Linked DNA regions of Mus musculus: region 1 is linked to region 2. Evidence: chromatin contacts called from public HiChIP or PLAC-seq data. All regions are on one chromosome and are shown on one strand. The core of a region is the stretch at or near the end of the contact, and the rest is flanking DNA. Distances in the headings are between cores, read along the strand shown.

Region 1 (6,086 bases), core at 2,448-4,947, 410 kb after region 2:
CGACATCACCTGAATAAACAAGAATTGCTCTTATGTCAGCAGCAATACGAACACCACTTCCTGGGTGTGTTTTAGATACCAGAAATAAGTTCTCTAACGAACTCCATGAGATCAGTGCTAGCAATATCGTAATAGGAGATTAAGCCTTCAGTGGAGGAGAATTGTTGGACAGGAAATTTTCTAGTGATAGTAGAGATTGGAATTCAGACTGTGTCAGTCTGCCTTACAGGCAAAGAGTGGTGGCAAAACAGAAACGATCTCTATAGCATCAACAGCTGCAGTAGTAAATGATACAAGGTGGAAGTCATTTTGTGCCTTGCACACGGGCAGGGCAGTTGCTGCTATGTCCATCTGGTTGTCTGCATTTCTCTATGAGCTATGATGGGGTGGAACAGAATATAAGGATGGGTGTGCTGTTTCTTCTTGTTTAAGAGTCTGAAGCTGAACCACTTTCATCAACAGAAACTCAGTGGGTCTTGCCTAGCATAGACTCATCTTTTAGCAATAATGACTTTATCTCTTCTGAGGGGAGCCATCCTCCAGCCACAGGAATCTTGGTGGGTGTTCAGTAGAAGCCTTCCCTAGCTCAGGGTAGGCAAATACCCTAAGAGAACCCCTGAGTCTTGTTGATGGCATGCAAATGGCTTATTTCAGCAGGGCTTGGCTAAGACCACTGTTCAACTCTTGTTCCCATGATTCCTGGCCATGTCTGGCTCTTCTTTTTACTTATTTCTAGATTCTGTGAGCTGCACTAGTTTCTTGCAATAAACTCTTCTTGACCAGACTGCTTTGTTGTGAGCAAGCAAAAAAGCTTATGAAAGCTTTGTCTCTGAGGAATCTTGGGAAATAGAAACAATGCCCTGTGCTAGACTTACAGCACAAGGAAGAATACAGAATGGTTGATAAGACAGTTCTAAAGTATTGAAAATTACCACAATGTGAAGAACAGTCTAGCGCTTGCTATGATAGCAACTCAACTCAAAATATGTATAAGGTATATATATCACCAATGCAAAACCAGACACAACATATAGAATTCACAAAGGTTATCATTTCATCCACATACTTTCTCCAACCATACTCTGATATTACGGACAATTTTCCCTGAGGACGGGTTCTCCCATCTTCATTAATTTGTAACAATTATTTATATCTATTAAAAACATGTTTGTACATTTGTACATCATATATGTATATTATACATTTATATGACATATAAATGCATATTTAAAACAATAAATAATTGCTACAAATTAATGTGTGTGTTGTGTTATATTGTGTGAGATGTGTGTATATATCTGACTCATGTGTTCCATGCATGGATGAATAGGTCAGAGAATAGCTTCAGGTGTTGATCCTGACTTTCAACCTTGGTTTTGAGGCAGACCTTCTCTTGTTTGTGTCTGCACTTCACTTTCCAGGTTATGTGGCTCCCAAGCTTCCAGTTGGACTGTCCTGTCCCTGTGTCCCAGCTCACTGGAGGAGTGCTGAGATCACACACACGCCCCTTCTTCTGTGTTTTACTCGGGTACCGGGAATCTGAACTCAGGCACTTTGACCTGCTGGGCCACCTCTCCAGCCTCTTTGTAATTCTTTTATATACATTCTTATGTCCTCATCTGGTGGTACTTACGCAAAGTGTACACATCACTAGCTTGCTGGGTAAATATCAGCATCTGTGCCTGGTACCAGAGATGATGTGTGTGCTCTGTATGATTCAGTTGGCCCCTCTTACATTCGTGTTTCTTGGTATTTTTAATTTTTCCCATAAAATTTTATCAGAGTGTGGAAAACTAAAATCTGTCCGGTTAATGTCAAACTTTAAGCATTTAACTATTGAATACTGATGTCTGAGACTATCTAGGCTGCTGAAAAATCCCATAGACTGGGAATTTAAACAATTAACATTTATTTCTCACTTCCCCATGCTGGGAAATCCAAGGTCAAGGCACCAGCATATTAGATATCTGGTGAAGTCCTGCTTCCTGATACATTTTTACTATGTGAACTCACATAGTGGATGGTGCAAGAGAGATCCTCCCTCTGTCCCTTTCTCCCTCCATCTTTCTTTTCCTCCTTCTTTTCTTCTTTTCTCTCCTAAAGTTTGATACTTTCAACTTTTTTGTTTTCCCTCTTTTGTGTGTAATTCACGGTAAGAGGGTTACATGGTTATAGGGTCCCATGGCTATAGGTTATTATGGTTGTAAGCTCACATGGTTATAGGCTCACATGGCTATAGGCTCACATGGTTATAGGATCACTTGGTTATAGGCTTACATGGTTCTAGACTCACACAGTTCTAGGCTCACATGATTCTAGGCTCACATGGCTATAGGCTCACATGGCTATAGATTCTCATGGTTATAGGGTCACATGGTCACAGGCTCACATGATTCTAGGCTTACACGGTTCTAGGATTTATGAGAGGTCTAAACATCCTTTGTTGGATATTTGAAATTTCTATTCCTTCACACAGGTGCTGGTTAACTCAGGTCCTCATGTTTTCATAGCATTTTCCCCATCTGAGCTATCTCCCCACCCAGGACTCCTCCCTCTCCCCCTGTCTCCTTCCTCTTGTGGGAATCCATCAAACCCAGTGCTTTGATGTACTAGCTCTAGTCTTTCTTAAATTCATTTTTGTTTTGAGACAGGGTATCACTATGAAGCCATGAGTAGCTTTGAATTCTCCATATAGACCAGGCTGACTCCCAACTTAGCGATGCACCATCTCTGTTTCCCAGTTGCTGGGTTTGAAGGTGGTGTGCCACCACCCTGTTTTTCAATTCTCTTTAAAAGGGATACTGACGCTTCATGAAGGATCTGCCCTCAGGAGCTAATCAGCTTTTCCAGGCTTCACCTTTTAATAATACCATCACTTTGGGGTTAGGATTGCAACCTACAATCTGGAAGAGGGACACAAATACTAACCATACAGAGACAAAGTAATAGAACTTGTTAATATTTTATTTATATTTAGTATGTATATATTATATGGGGACATAAAAATTAAAATCAAGGTGAACAACAAGAAGACATCTACTTACATGTGAGAGAGATTTATGAGCGGTCTAAACATCCTTTGTTGGATATTTGAAATTTCTATTCCTTCAAGGCTGCTAAAAATACCAAGTAATAGTCAAAAGCACATATGTTAGCCACAGCATAGTAAGGCAATTATTTTTGTGAAAGACAATGCAGCAATGTGCCCTTAGTTAACATTGTTCTAAGTGAAATACTTAGTCTCAGCCTCTCTAGACACTTCCTTGGCTCATAGCCATGTATATCCTTAAAAAAATATCTTCACAGTTCATGATATAATACCTAATGCATGCTAACGAGTCAATAAATGTTTGTAGAATAAGTGCATACATTATATTCTGGACATCTTTAATTTTTCCAATGCCTTTTAAGTCATACTTTTTATCTAATAAAGAGCTATTTTACTGTAGAATAGTTAGATAAGAGGAACCGAGGCTTATCTTTTAAAGACAATTAGACATTAACAGAGCTTTTGGTGTGTGTGTGCGTGTGTGTGTGTGTGTGTGTGTGTGTGTGTGTGTGTGTGTGTGTGTTGGGAGTCATGATTAACATAGTCTAGAAAATTGCATTTGAGGGTAATCTTTGTTGTCATCTTGACACACTTGGGAAGAGGGAATCCCAGTTGTGGAAACAGCCTCCATTGTTTTGGCTAGTGGGCGTATCTGTGGTGCATTTTCTTGATTAATGATTGACATCGAAGTGCCCGCAAGCCAGTAAACAGCATTCCTCCATGGTTTCTGTTTCAAGCCTCGAGTTCCTGCTTTGGCTTTTCTCAATGATGGATTGTAACCTATAGGCCAAATAAACCCTTTTCTCCCCAAGTTTATTTTGGTCAGTGTTTCATTGCATCAATGTTCTTTTATAACAAGCTAGGAGAGATACTTACAGTAAATCTCAACTACCCAGAATTAATGGAGCAATGAATATGCCCCATACATTCAGAGAACACAAGTGCACAATTCGGTATCTTAATCTTGGTGCCACAGAGAGATGTAGAGGCTCATTTTCATTTAATTTTTAGTTTATTGACACATGATATAGGAGCAATTCTATATGTCTATAGTCCATCAAGGACTCATATATTTTTGTGGAGCTTGAAATAAAACATAATTAAAAGATACAAGAGCATGTATGCTATTAGTATTGAAGTAAAACTGTACAAGCATATACTTACAGAGACTTGAGTTTGGCAAGACAATCGAATTGATTTACTTCAATTTTCTGGATTGGGTTATAAGAAATATTCCTGAGTTAAAAAAAAAAGACAGCCATAAGTCATTCCTAAAAATTGTTTGGAGAAAGAGAATATATTTGTTGACTTTGAATGAATTTGAGATATTTACTAAAAAAATGTAGTACAACTCAAAGTATATTGAAAATTTAAATGTCAGCCCTGAGACCATAGTGGAAGACCTCCATGAAACTGGCCTGGCAGTGATTTCCTTTGGATGTGATTTCCAAAACATAAACAGTAAAAGCAACAAGAGCCAAAGAGGACCACATCAACCCCAAAAGCTCCTTCACACCATGAAAGGAGGCGACTACAGCATAGAAAAACGATTTGCAAGGCACTCTCTCATTTTTCTCTCTCTCCCTCTAGTTTTGTTCTGCACACACTGTGGTAAACATGCACTCCACCTTTGAGCCACATCCCTACCCCTGCAGAGCATCCATTGAGGATGGATTAATATCTAAAAAAATATAGGGGACTAAATGCAATTGAAAAAAGACAAATAATCTGATAAAGAAATAGACAAAAAACATGAGTAGATATTGCCTAAAAGAAGACACACAAATGGTCAACAGATAGATAAAGCAACCTCAGAATCAGTATTCATCAGAAAAAATTACTAATTTATTTATTAGAGACAGAGAATAGCTGAGGATGACATTGTATGTCACTAGATTTGGCCTTGACTTTTGAACTTCTTAACTTAACATAAAATTCTATTGGTTATACATTAGGCAGGCTGCTGTATTTTATTATAGTAGCAGAAGATGAACTAGATCAACAGCAATAAAGGGAAAGATATTCTTGTTCATGGCATTGGAAAACTCAGTCCATATTAAAGTTTACGAATTTATATAAGACATCAAAGGTGCCCAAATAGCAAAAGCAGTATTGGAAGAAAAGAACAGCATTAGGGTTCCCACAGTAATGTACAGCTGGGTAGACCAAAGAGCTCAACTATAGAGTCCACAGACAACCTGACTCAGACATAATCAGATAACTTTTGATATAGGTGTCAAAGGCATTCAACAAGGAAAGGACTTTTTTTTTTTTTTTTTAAATAACCAGTGTTGGGAAAATTGGATAACCTTGTGCAAAAGAATAGAATTAGACGCTTACTGGACCATGTCCCCAAGCTTACTCCAAAAGGATGTACCTAAAGGTAAAGCTATCGAAATAGAAGAGAATTTCATTGAGTGGATTTGACAGTGTCTTAGATATGAAACAAAGTTTAGACAAGAAAGTAAAAGATAGAAAAGTGGCAGTATGTTAAAATTAAGGAAATGTCACTCATAATAGAGGGGAAAACACATGTGAGATCTCTGTAGGACATAGGACTGTCTGTAGAAAACACAGGATACGTAAAGAATTAAAACTCAACAACTGCAAAAGGAGATCACATAAAAATGAATGAAGCACGTGAGTAGCTTTTCCCTCGGAAGACAGGTAAGTGACCAAACACGTGGGAAAAAAAATCCTCAACACCACTGTTTGCGGAGCAGTGAAAATCAGATCCTCAAAGATTCTCAGCTAAGGTGACTGTGAGCCAGAGAAGTGCAAATAACAGGTGTTGGAAGATGGTGGAAACTGGAGCCCTGTGCACCGAGAGAGATGTACACTGGCACAGCTCTGATGGGAAATACAGTGAAACAGAGCGGAGCTAGAACTACCGTGTGACCCAGTCACCTAATTTCTGGGGGTATACAAGTGGTCTCTGGTTCAGGATTTTTTTGCTTTACAACAGTGTAAAAGCAATGTACCGCTACTGGAAGCCATGCTTTAAGGGTAGTTGTATGGTTTAGCGGTAGAGTCCTTT
Region 2 (6,198 bases), core at 2,963-5,462:
CCAAATGAGAAAGCTGACTTTTGGAGGAAGAAGCAAAAGCACAGGGATAGAGAGATAGAAGTTGCTGTCTCCAGACTCTTCCATCTTCCTCAACACTATCGGAGAACTCCTTTTCACAAATAGATGACAGCCATGATGTCTTGTAAAACGCTTTCTATTCAAAGCTACTGTATTCATCTAGGCTCCCAGACATGGTCAAAATCAAAAGGCCTGGCTCCAAAACCTGGAAGGACCTCACTGGCTTCTAACTCCCAACTAAAACATAAAGAACATAATAAGCACCTCATTTGGGAGTGCCCTCAACAGTGGGTGATACTGTGATGCTTTCTCCCACTTGCTTGGCAACAACCCTGGCAGACGGCTTTCTTGCTAGGTTTTAGCTGCCACTCAACCATCCAGCTTTTCACCATTGTGACAGCAACTTTATTCGCCCTCATTCAGCTCTATGCAGCTGAGACTCCTACAAGGAAAGGGCAGAGCTGCCCTCCTAGCCTCATGGTTAATGGTGTCTGCAAATGTTTCTTGACATTCCAAAGTCTAGGAATGGGGAACAACTACACAGTATCTTTTCTTCACCTTGAATACACAGTCCAAGAATCTGGAAGAGTCAAATAAAGTGAGCAGCAGTGAGGCCAGCCCCCATGTCATATTCAAATGCCTCCCCAGGCAACGGAGCACTGAAGCCATCAGCCTCCTGTGTCACAGTTCTTCCGCCCTCCTTTACTAAACCACTCATCTTCAGCCCAGGGATAAATGCCACCTGTTTGAAAAGAGGCCTTTTTGATCCTTTTTTTTATCTTTTTGGTTGGTTTGGTTTGGGTTGGTTGGTTGGTTGGTTTTTTGAGGCAGGGTTTCTCGGTGTAGCCCTGGCTGTCCTGGAACTCACTCTGTAGACCAGGCTGGCCTTGAACTCAGAAATCCACCTGCCTCTGCCTCCCAAGTGCTGGGTTTAAAGGCGTGCACCACCACTGCCTGGCCACCTTTTCAATCTTTGAGAAGGGGTCTTATAAGTAGATTCTTTCAAGGCTCTATTTTGCAGATATAAATATGTGACTTCAGACATTAATTTGGCCCAAACCACACAGGTGATAGGTGGATATCATCTAACATTCTCAAACTGTATCTTTCCAACATACAAATATCCAGAATAAAATTTCTTCCTTTCCTTCCAGACTCTGTTAATTCAAGATCCTCTATGTTATGAACAATCTCTATGTTTCCAATTAGATCTTACACATCGGGTCCTATCCAGCACAAAAATGTAACTGCCTCTTTAAGCCACTCATCAACTCTATCTAATAGTTCATGGATACCCAGGTATGTCTGGCCATTGAAGACTGTTTTGTTTTGTTTTGTTTTGTTTTGTTTTGTTTGGGGGGGGGCGGTGGCAAGAAGGTTGTTGTTGTTGTTGTTGTTGTTGTTGAATTCTGTGTAACCTTTTTTGCCAAGCCCAACTTCCAGGCTTAGAATGCTTTCTGCCTATGGCAACTCTTTCTTATACATTATTGTATTTCTAATAAACACGAGCCCACAGGTACTTGGCATCTCACTGGTTGTCTGACCTGGAAGCAAGCGCTGTTGGTTGGCCTGCCTCTGCTTTCTGATTCTCCGGGATATTAACAGGACATAAAAGTTCATACTGCTTGGCTTTTTTGAGTTTGACACTACCAGGTGCCATAACTAACTTGGTGATAACAGATGCATTCAGGTTCAAATCTTGAGAGAGCAAGGAAGGAGAAATTATGAACGAAATCTAATCAGCTTGATAACTTAAACTTTCAGCTTCCTGGGGGGGGTGGGGGGGGGGATCCTGATATTTTATCTGTGAGTACTTTTCTCAATTTCTAGAGCAATATTACAAAAGTGTTATTTCCAAAACTGGTCTTACACCCTCTATACCTTGCAACCATAAAAAGAAAAGAACATATATTGCTTTTCAAAAATGGCACGGTGCTTCAGGAATGAGTGTCCTGTGAGACACAGGGTGCGTTTACTAATCAGCTGTGGCCCCGGCCTGCCAGCCTGCACCCGGTCGTCGTGGTTTCAGTCCCTGAAAAGTAGAACGTTCCTGCCTCATGCAGGATCACACATGTGGGTTCCAGGAACTTCTGACATCAATAAAGAATTGACTCGGGTAGGAAAACATCAAAATAAATAATGCCCAGTCATGCCCCACCAGAGTCACAGATAGCACCGCCTATTTCCCTACCTGGCACTTCTTACAAAGCAGCTCAGCCCTTTCCATTAACTCTGCTTAAGGCAAGGCCACACAGAAGAAATGTCAAAACACTCATTTTTCTTAATTTCCTAGAGTCTAGGCAGCTCTAAAGTCCCAGTGGTTCTCAACCTCCCTAATGCTGAGACAGTCCCTCTAACACAGTCCCTCTAACACAGTCCCTCTAACACAGTCCCTCTAACACAGTCCCTCTAACACAGTCCCTCTAACACAGTCCCTCTAACACAGTCCCTCTAACACAGTCCCTCTAACAAACACAGTCCCTCTAACACAGTCCCTCTAACAAACACAGTCCCTCTAACAAACACAGTCCCTCTAACACAGTCCCTCTAACACAGTCCCTCTAACACAGTCCCTCTAACACAGTCCCTCTAACACAGTCCCTCTAACACAGTCCCTCTAACACAGTCCCTCTAACACAGTCCCTCTAACACAGTCCCTCTAACACAGTCCCTCTAACACAGTCCCTCTAACACAGTCCCTCAAAGGTGTTTTGCTGCCACTTCACAACTGTGATTTGCTACTGTTACAAAACACAATGTAAATATCAACCCTCAAGGGGGTCATGACCCACGGGTTGAGAACTGCTGTCCTACGCTTGTCAAAACAAGGGAAAGCAAATAAAGAAATGGGTAAGCGTTCGACTGTGGATCAAGACACAAAAGTAAAACTACTGGATAGAACTTTCACCCGTCACGCCGTCAGCAGTTCTTGGGTTTCTTGTGCAGAAGGAAAATGAGAGCTTGAGACATGGGTTCATTTTATTTACCATGTAGCTAGACATGGGGCTTGACGCTCTTTCCAGAGCTTTATGGACTTGAAAGAAACCTCTGTGATCTCAGAAAAGTACCGAGCTACAACTCCTTGGCAGGAGAACAGCAGCTTCCAGAAGCCTCTGAGCAGCGCGTGCTGTTTTCTTTTCATTCCTGTAACCAACACTAAGCAGCACCAGGATTTGGCCCTTGAACCTTCTTCACACTGTACTGTCATTGCTGTGGGTTTCCTCCTCTAGTTAGGACATGTTAGTGACCAGTGCAGAAGGAAACCTCCCAAGTCTTCTCTCTGACCTTTTGTCTGCATGCTAGGTCTCAGAATAACCATGCCGTTGAGTAGGAGAAGGAAGCCACTAAGAGAATATGACTTAAGATAATGTCTGTTTTGTAGACCTGGAGAGATGACTCTTATACGGCTGAGCTCATAGCCAAAAGATCAAGACAATGTCTGGTTTTATATAGCATCTCTTTGTAAGAACCTCTGTTGTTATTTGGAGTAGCACATTATTTGGAGTAGCACATGCCTAAGATATAATTTATTAATTTCCCTGAGGTGAGAATAGCCGTATACACAAAGTATCACATATACCTCAGAGCGTACTAGATGAATTAAAAGAAGTTTATACTGGGCTTCAAATGCTAAGTTTCTCGGCTTCTTCTCACCTATGTATGATTCCAAACAAGCCTCACAGACTCACTATAGACTAAAGTCATTCCTATACTCAGTGTGAGAATCCTAGTAGTTATACCTATTAAAAGCCTTCTGTGTTCATTTCTGGGGTCTGCATTATGGAAGTTATAGGTGTTCTTATAGAATTTAGAAAAATAAATAAATATCCACTATTGCTTCACCTGAACACCAGTGCTTTAAAAACACAAGCTACTGAGAAGGAGTTTATACGGGGGCTTCAAGATAGCTCAGTCTATAAAGTGTCTGCTGCTCACGCAGGAAGACCTGAGTTCAGCTCCCAGGACCTACATTTTAAAAAAGGGCAGGCAAATACGCCTTGGTGGAAGGACCTAGGGATCTGGAGCAGGAACTGGGTTGGAAGCTCCCTCCCTAGTGGCTGGCTCTCCCAGCCCTGGAAGGTGCTATGCAGGCTTCCTCCCTTAGTGGCTAACTCTCCCAGCCCTGGAAGGTGCTATGCAGGCTGCGGGGGAGGAAAGTCGGCAACAGTATTACTTGGACATGACTCACGTGCAACAATCCTGAGTAAGCCAAGTAAGGTGAACCCACTAGCGCGACAGTGGCAAGGCTGAAATGCGGTCATCAACACTTCCCAACTGCATTGGGTGCCTTCTCCACATAAGGGATTTCACCTCTGATACGATATAAATCCAGACAGAAACCTGTGGCTGAGGAGGTCATGGGGACGCTGGCTGGGGTTTTGCCGAATGGACCTGGAACAATCATCTCATTGTCTTCCAGATAACTGTGTTTGTAACCTTCAGTTAGTACTCTGTTAGCTTCGGCAGTGGTCAGCAGAGGCAGCAGAGACTCAAAACTGGTCCAAGGACTGAGACTAAATTAGTTAAAATGTCCGACTATAAGTGTAACATCTGCATCACACTTTTAAGGGTCAGGGAACAAGGCAAGAGAAAAGAGTGGAACGGATGTAAGAGCTTCAGGAAAGGGAGGAGCGAGAGGCTTCCTCGAGGAACACTGACTTCCAAGCATGGGAACTGATACGCTCCTGAGCTGATGTGATGTCATGAAAAGAGTGAGGGCTCACAGGACCCCACCCCTCTGGAAGGGTTTGTATGAGGTTCGAGGTTGATGGTGGAAAACATGTTTGCTCCAGTAGTGTAACCACTCAGAAGGTAGCCATGATCCTGTAAACAACTCTAATGAAACTCATTGCATCACACATATTTTATAAGGCTTTAATGTAGACAGAAAGGTGAGCTGGGAGGAGGACAGGAGGAGGGGGAGGGGGACAAGAGAGGGCTGGGAGTGAGGAGTAATAAGATCAAGATACATGCATGAGAATGCCACAGTGAGACCCATTATGATACATAATTAATACATGTCCTTAAATCTCTTCTTTAAAGCCAGCTGCGGTGAGTCCGCCACTAGGGAGGCTGAGGCAGGAGGATCCTTGGGGTTTACTGTTCAATCCATCTAACAAAATCAGCAAGCTCCATGCCAATCAGAAATGTTGTACCAAAAACAAAAAAGTGGACAGCTGAAGACAACATCCAAGGTCCTCGTGCCTCCATACACATACATACACATGTACACACACACATATGTGTATATATACTTACAAACCAAGAGAGTGGTTTATATACTATGTGTTTACATAAAGCTATATAATTGGTTTCTGGACAAATAAAATGTGCCTGTGATTCTGAGATCACCTTCACACTCCTACCACTAATTTCTACCAAAGCAGAACTTGTCTCCATTCACTTGCTCTAATGCACAATTTCTTTTCAACACTAATTTCTCTGTTGGGGGAGGGGTGCACACATACTCAGGTATATACACTTGCCACAGTGCATGTGGAAGTCAGAGAAAAACTTGAGGAAGTCAGTTCTCTCCTTCCACCATGTGGAGCCCAGGGATTGAACACAGGTCAACTTGGGGGCAATTGTCTTTACTTTTGGAGTGATCTCACTGGCCCAAATGTAGAATTCTTAAACAGCAAGGAACCTGAATCTAGAGTAGAGTCTTCTCTGAGAGCCTAAGCGAGTCATAAATCTCTCTCTGTACCTGACTCCAAATATATATATATATATATAAACGCTTTTCTGGGCTGTGCCTGGGTTGCACGCCTGTAATCACATCCTGAGACAAGATCCAAGTTCAAAACCCTTCTGGGCTACAAAGTCAGTTCAAGACACCCTGGATAAGGCAGTGAGACTTTACCTCAAAATTAAAATTAACCTGTGGGGAGGGTGTTTGCTGAAGATTTAGCTCTGTAGTATGATGGTGGCTTAAAATGTATGAAGCCCTAGATTCAATCCCCAGTATAACAAGAAGGAAAGGAGGGAGGGAGGGAAGGAGTCTGCTATGTCCTTAGTTGATCATTAATTCAATCTGCTATCACCAAAAACGGTTTACTAAACAAATTCACTACACTGACAGACAAACTGCATTACCAACCACTAGTTCTAAGTGCTTGAAGTAACCCCCTGTTTCTGGAGCAATCTAAAGTGAAGGCTGGGGGGCCGGGGGGGGGGGGG

What was found. HiChIP or PLAC-seq counts read pairs in DNA pulled down with a chosen protein or histone mark.
Region 1: a contact with region 2 is called in an H3K27ac HiChIP or PLAC-seq map of extraembryonic endoderm stem cells, with 2.4 times the contacts expected there. The contact joins two enhancer-like sites. A contact is called at or near these places in 2 of 115 datasets of contacts at active chromatin or transcription factors (embryonic stem cells and extraembryonic endoderm stem cells) and 1 of 9 other capture datasets (liver).

The regions. Positions count from the first base shown.
Region 1 is chr3:79,653,199-79,659,284 of GRCm38.p6, forward strand. It overlaps Rxfp1 (relaxin/insulin-like family peptide receptor 1), which reads right to left. Exons shown (of 18, transcript NM_212452.2): 13 at 4,214-4,285; 14 at 3,045-3,116. Among named protein-coding and RNA genes, the nearest start is that of 4930579G24Rik, 27 kb to the left of the region's middle. Within about 2 kb of position 3,698, at least 2 of the 459 cell types and tissues checked have an H3K27ac peak or open chromatin away from gene starts, as enhancers often do. A contact at or near this core is called in extraembryonic endoderm stem cells, where this site is marked.
Region 2 is chr3:79,240,334-79,246,531 of GRCm38.p6, forward strand. The region is part of intron 1 of 4921511C10Rik (RIKEN cDNA 4921511C10 gene); the gene reads left to right. It also overlaps a transcript of Rapgef2 not described here. Among named protein-coding and RNA genes, the nearest start is that of 4921511C10Rik, 31 kb to the left of the region's middle. Within about 2 kb of position 4,213, at least 70 of the 459 cell types and tissues checked have an H3K27ac peak or open chromatin away from gene starts, as enhancers often do. A contact at or near this core is called in extraembryonic endoderm stem cells, where this site is marked.